2 separate regions of the Rattus norvegicus genome follow, and region 2 is linked to region 1. A link is a contact called in public Hi-C data. All regions are on one chromosome and are shown on one strand. Each heading gives the region's core, a stretch centred on a gene start, on an enhancer-like site or on the middle of the called end of the contact. The rest is flanking DNA. Distances are from core to core; before and after follow the strand shown. Region 1 overlaps Dclk1 (doublecortin-like kinase 1). Region 2 overlaps Nbea (neurobeachin).

Evidence for each region. Hi-C and Micro-C count contacts between places; a contact is called where the count stands out from the background.
Region 2: a contact with region 1 is called in a Hi-C map of the A7r5 cell line, with 7 times the contacts expected there. The contact joins two enhancer-like sites. A contact is called at or near these places in 3 of 12 Hi-C or Micro-C datasets (the A7r5 cell line, the Rat2 cell line and Schwann cells).

The regions. Positions count from the first base shown.
Region 1 is chr2:141,841,216-141,844,580 of GRCr8, reverse strand. The region is part of intron 12 of Dclk1 (doublecortin-like kinase 1); the gene reads right to left. Among named protein-coding and RNA genes, the nearest start is that of Dclk1, 60 kb to the right of the region's middle. Within about 2 kb of position 1,545, at least 20 of the 93 cell types and tissues checked have an H3K27ac peak or open chromatin away from gene starts, as enhancers often do.
Region 2 is chr2:142,300,997-142,304,361 of GRCr8, reverse strand. It overlaps Nbea (neurobeachin), which reads left to right. Exons shown (of 58, transcript NM_001427608.1): 25 at 2,970-2,978. Among named protein-coding and RNA genes, the nearest start is that of Nbea, 190 kb to the left of the region's middle. Within about 2 kb of position 1,646, at least 1 of the 93 cell types and tissues checked has an H3K27ac peak or open chromatin away from gene starts, as enhancers often do.

The sequences.
Region 1 (3,365 bases), core at 296-2,795:
AAGCTTGCCAACACACACAATGCATTCTGTAGCCCGCTGTCCTGGGAGGCATCTCTACTGCTAAGGTGTAAATGCATTGTCTCATCATCCGAGAAGGTTAAGACTGGGCTGGGTGACTTTAAAATGACAGTATATACTTCTATAGCAGACACACTAAAGTGCCGCTGTAGTTCCGTTTATTACCGGGCAGAAGAGCACTGGAAACATCATCGCTGCGAGCAGCAACCACAACAGGCAAAGGCTTTGGCGGCAGCCCGGAATATACTGTCCTTTTAACCGGAAGGGGGAGTCGGTACTGAGCATGTGCGATGGAAAGAAAGCTGGCAAATGTCAGTGTGAAGAATGGGTGAAAAAAAGGAATGAGAGGGGTGTGGCATCTCAATCAAGATTAAAATGAAACCGATAAAGCAGCATATGGACTGGGTAACAAATCAAAAACATGTTTATCCACTGAAGGAACTGGTAGATGGAGACTGCCAGCACGTTGCCATGGAAACACTGACTGTTGCGCTGCACCATCTCATACCTTATCCAATACATTCCTGGTTGTTGGTAGTAGTCCAAAGACCCTGATCTCTTGATGGTAAACCCGTGGTCCAGCTGAGCAGAGAGAAATGGGGCAACTCAGTGGATCAACATTGTGCTCAAGAATTAAGACTCCAGTCCCAGCTCTTCATTAACTACGTACGTACACATGGCGGTGAGGCCTTGTCTGCAGAGCAGCTAGCTAATAACACAATCTGCACATTGAAAATAAAATAAAAAAATAAAGAAACACAAATCCCTTACGAGTATCCTGGATGCCAATTTGTTAGGGTAGATTTGTCTGTCAAACAGCTTTTTGAATATGCTTTTAACCATGCCCTCAGTGTCAAGAGATATATAAACACCCCTTCTTCTGTTTACAGTAGTAAATGTAGTTAAACTGAAGCCACTGTGAGTCACCATGAATACACAGGTGGGACACCCTCCCCAATAATATCCAGTAGGCTTAAACTAGGCTTTATAATTATGAAATAAAAGCGGAAAGGAATGAGGTTTGAAAGGGGCAAAATCATAAGCATTTAGATTTAAGAGAATATACATATATTCATTTATATTCATATATATATATTCATATTCCTGAACTAAAGAGATGAGATAGTATAGTTTATTTGGGAAAATAAAATTAAATGGGAAGAAGAAAGCTTTCTGTATACGTTAAAAGCTTGTATGTACAGTTAAGTGCTTAGCACTAACAAAAGACACAGCAAATACAACATGTGGTAAGTTCCCACTACTGTCCATTCTGGAATAAGATGTTAGCTTTTGGCTACCTGAGAATAAAAGCCTCAATCCTCATGTCCCACTGCTGGCCTGAGCCCTCTGCCCACCCAGGATGCACCTTGCTTTGGAAGAGAGATTCTGGAGTTCTTTCAAGTGTCTCAAGGATTTGACACTCCTGACAGATTCTACTTCTAATGCACAAAAGGCATTTCAAAAGCATGCCGGGGCACTAGGCATTTAAACGAGAAACCACTCTGAGATTTGGTGCTCTGATTGGAAACTAGGCTATACTAGTGTTCGGAGAAAGCAACATGAGGCTTTAATCTTCAAAAATGTATTATTTCTTTTCTTTCCTTTTTAGCAAGAAAAAGAAAATCGGAGCATGCTTGCTCTCTGGAAGGTGGTTGTTTGGCCACAAAGAGGCTGCCAGGTTACTAGTTCTCTAGTGCCATCTAGAGGTGGACTGCCATAGAGCAGGGCGTGGGGGGCTATTGAAGCAAAGCTTTCCAGTACCACAATTATTAGCTGATTAGTATGGATTTGTTCAATTAGACTGAAATGCTCCATTTGCATGAGCAAAATACAAAAGGACAATGTTAAAGCATTAGGAAAATTATCAACTAAAACAATAAACAGCATTAAATGGGGGAAAAATTGGAAGTGGCATCTCAGTCGTGGGTTTTTCATCAAGCTGTGCAAATCTAATCATGCCTCCCTCCCCCTCTCAGCTCTCAGAGAGTCCACCGTTAAAATGTCATCTCTAATTCCTCTTCATGTCTATAAACTGCATTTTAATAACCTTTTGTTTCCTTTTCTCCGTTCTGATCTCCTCTCTCTCTCTCTCTCTCTCTCTCTCTCTCTCTCTCTCTCTCTCGTTGCCCAACTGCTATGAAAGCCGGCAGGACAATGGAATCCTTATCAGAGGCAGAATATCTCAGTTTCCTGGACAGCCTTGGATGCTCCCCTGACCACACTGCCTGACCAACAATGCTCCATCGTCCTGCCTTCATTCAGAATGGCCCCATGACCCCCAAGAGCCCCAGTTGATAATTATTCTCCCAGCCAACTCAGGACTCTCGTGGAGCCTTCGTGTGAAGTCATCCTTTGAGAAAGAGGGCAGAAAAGGGGGCAACCTGAACAAGAGCATTGTGTTTCAGATCATGCGTTCTCGTGTGTTTCAGAAATGGCACCTGTGAACAGAGGGGACTGGCTGAGCCCATATTGCCCCTTTGTTGTTCTGTCTCTCAAGAAAGAGAGCATGCCATAAACTCCTTTATAACCAGTGTTGCTCTGTGCCAGGTAGATTTCTGACTATAGAAAGACAAATCCCATGCAGAGATTAATGGCATGACTATTTGTTTCCAGAAAAAGAAAAGGAAAAAAAACTAAGAACTGATACTTCAATCTAATTTTTAAAAATTCCAGGAGTGCACATAATTAAAAAGAAAAAGACTATAGATAAAGACAATTTAAAGACAATTTCACAGCCACCCAGGAACATATATTTGCTCAGGGGGGGGGATCTGCTTGAAGGAAACTTATTTTTTTACTTTATCAAAATAAATAATCAACATGTTATATGTGTTGAAGACATTCTTATCATGGGGGAATAAAACCAGAATTATTAAATTGTCAAGTGCCCTTTATAGACTATACCAGTCATAATAGGTGTTTATTTCACCTTCCCCTAAAGTGTTGCCTCACAAGATCACTGCTTTGTAGCCATACTCTAGAGTTTGGAATGGAACAGTATTTAATGCTAGGGTTTTTTTCTTGTGATGAAAATGCTGCTAATGCTTAGTCTTTGTACTTGGGATCAGAAACAAGCTTGTGGAATTTGCCTGTGTTACTCTGAAAGCTAAAAGCAAGGCAGTCCGTACGACCAGCTTCTAATTCTCTGCTCCGCCCCATGCCCTGAAGCTTCCCGGAATCCTCGGAGAAAGCAGAGATGCTGGCGTGGGAAAAGCATCCTGGAAAAGGCACACACATGTGGTCCCTTTCTTTTGACACTCAAGTTTTCATACTTGAGATTTGAATGACAGAGGCTAGCATAAAGACTATGCCAAAGGGCTGTGTAAAGCCTAAAGCACTGTAAAGAC
Region 2 (3,365 bases), core at 397-2,896, 460 kb before region 1:
GGAGGTGCTTGTGCCGCTTGTTGTGTTGTTTTGTTATTTAACATGAGAGCCAAAATGAAAAGTAATGGTTGACATCAATTCTCTGGAAAAAGACCTTTTCTAACAAATGTATACTAGTTTACTTACCTTTATATAACTCATGGTCTTGCTCTAATAGGCTTTTTTTTTTTCAAGACCAAATTCAGCACAGAATTTTCTGACCTTCATTTCGGGTCATGCATTCCTGGGAGTGATGAAGACTTTGTCAGTCTTAGTGAGCAGCCTTTTTAGGTGTGGATCTAGATAGTAAAGCCTTTAGGCTGTGTAGCTGTCTGCGGTTTGTCTCCGCTGCTTGGTTGCACTGCTGTGAGAATGGGCGTGGTAAAGGTGGTAAGAGCTGTATGGTACCAGATGTGACGTTAGGTTTGTTGTGTATAAAGTAAGAATGACACAAAAAAGTCTTATTACTATAGAACAGTCATAGGTAAATTCACTCTTTTTCATGATATAACTTGAAATTGACTACTATATATCACAATTTTTCACACAGTTATCACTTAGATACATATCTTTTTTTTTTACTATTTTTGTCATTAAACATTTTAATGTACAACTATATTAAACTTTAAAAAGATAAGTAAAATGTGAGGTTTTTTGTTTGTTTGTTGTGGGTTTGTTTTTTTTTTTTTTGTCTCCTATTTTAAAAATAAGAACCTACAGCTTAACCCAGACGTAAGGCTTTGTCATTTCTCAAGGCAAGTGCTGCTGACTAGCTCTGGTGATTAGCTGCTGCTCAAACTGATTTCTTAGTGAGACTCAGGTCCAATGCATTGTGAAGTTTGGATTCAGTGGAGATGGTAGGAACCTCAGTGTGAGATGGATCTGTGTTTTAGTCTGGGCTCTTCCTTTGCTGGGCGTGGCCTCTGTATTTGTTCCGTTGGCTAAGAGACAGTCATGATGCTGACCCATCAGAAAGGGCATGAGAAAGCTCAAGTGTGGTAATAGATGCCCCGTGTACTAGATAGGCAAACCGTTTGTTCTCATTGAACTTCGGTAACTCTGTCCTTAAAAAATCTTTTGTTTATAACACTCTATAGACTATTCTAGGCAATTTAGTTATTATAGATAATCCATTTTGATAGCAAGATATGTGTTTGCTATTTCTAGGGAATTGACTATTTGAAGTGGTCTTTTTTCTCCCTGAAACCATAAATGAACACAGAAGTTTGTGTGTTACAGGAATAACATTTCTGAATGTGCTCTTGTAGCAACTTTGGTCTGGAAGGAAGTTTTGAGTTCCTTGGGTTACTCTTACCTGTAAGGAAGTGGTGTAAGGTGGGCTTTCGGAAGACTGGAGATGTATATTGCATAGATTACAGTGAGCATCTAAAAGAGCTGTATTGTATTGTGCTCACTTTTGGATACCTGTATTATTTATTTGAAATTGTATGTCATGTTAAATGAATCACAAAACTGTTTTAAGTAAAAATAAATGAATAGTTTTAACTTTACTATTCAGGATAAAATTAAAACACCTGGCCTGGCGTAGTGATGCCTGCTTCAGTCCCAGCACTGGGGAGGTAAATGTAGATGTCATTAGAATTCTTTGTGAGTTTGAGGCCACCCTGATCTACAGGGTGAATTCAGACTACCAGGGCTACATGGTGATACTCTATCCATCTGAATACATGGCTACATGGAGATACTCAAGGACTATGAGTGAGTGAGTGAGTGAGTGAGTGAGTGAGGGTCACTTCCTAGGCAGTTTGATCAGTGTCTGCTTTATGAAAGGGGTATTATTTTGTTGAATTTTTGAGGTAAGTTTTCCAGAACTTCTTAGTTGAATTATTTCATCTGTTTACTGCCCCGCTCCTGTTTGAGCAAAGGCAGAGAATTGGAAGGGAACACTGAGAAGAACAGAGAATACTGAATCATACATTCCTTAAATCATACACTCAAGATTTAAAGTTGACCATTTTTGTCAACCATCTAGAACACTGTGTCAAATGTGGTTTAATTTTTTCTGTCCCAGGGGAAAAAAACAGAGACTGGCATTTCTGGTTCTTCAAATAGTTGCGTCATCAGAAAGCAGGAAAGGAACTTTTTCTTTTGTGCTGAGCATGATGGCAGTGTTGTTTGTTAACAGGATGTAGGGTTGGAACACAGGAGACCTGTGATTTACGTTGTTTCCCTCACAACAGTGATCTTAATGGTAGTCTCAGGATATTTTTATATATTATCCCAGTGAATAGCCATACAAATAGCATATTTTGAAATTTATATTCATATTTATTTATTGTAAAAACTCAGATATTGGAATTTTGTAATTATTGTGAAAGATATCTATGTTTTTATTATAAGTACATGATTCTTAACGCTCTGAACTCTTAGCTGGTATGCAGTTACTTGTCCTTATATTGTAGGTCACATATAGTTGTATCAGTGAGTTATTTTCTGATACAGAAAGTGAATTTTAAGTTGTGATAACAAATATTTTACACTTGTATATCAAGGGTTCTGAATATGTGAGGAAACAAATTATAATATTATTTCCTGATAGAAAAGGTCTAGATAGTATGTAAGTAATAACTTCCCTCAGTTGATTCTGCCTAAGTCAGTACTAAGTTAGTGATTGAACAGGGGCAGTCTGTGTTCACTTTTTAAAATGTCTCACTAATCATCCACTAGGAAAGACACTTGTTTCATAAAATAGAGTTTGCGTTCTTTCTTCTATATTTGTAGTACTTACATATATATATTTGGGGGTAGTTACTCAAACAAAATAAACTTAAATGTTTCATATTTAATCTTAATCATAATTATGTACTTTATAAAATGAATATTCTGAGAATTTTGTTTTTAATAAAATAAATATAATTTCAAATATTATTTTGTGTTTCAATTTTACATGTATTTTCATTTAATTTTAATAATTTCCTTTTTCTTGTACTTTTTTGGTCTGTTGTCTGTTTTGTCTAATGCATGTCCAGGGTTCTAAGGTTAGTATTACTTTTGCAGTAATTTTTAGGCTTTTATTTTTAAATTTTATTTTTACTTACAAAAGTTTTCACTTGGTTATATTTTGAGTTTTCATATCATCTTTTAATCAGGTATATTTTTGTGTATTTTAAAAATTCATTCAGAAAAATATTTACCCAATATATTGATGAATTTGTTTTATCATAGCAATAAATATCCTAGTACAATGAAAAAAATAGAGTACTGTGTACAGTCAGATTTGACTTCAAATTACAGGAATAGAATGAGATATATTCAGATTTAGTGAGGATCATATTAAGTAAACTTTATGATCAGATGCTTACATATTTGTAAAATATATTAATAGAGTGGAGTAAGAATTCTTTTGTAGGTTATTGTTTATGTTA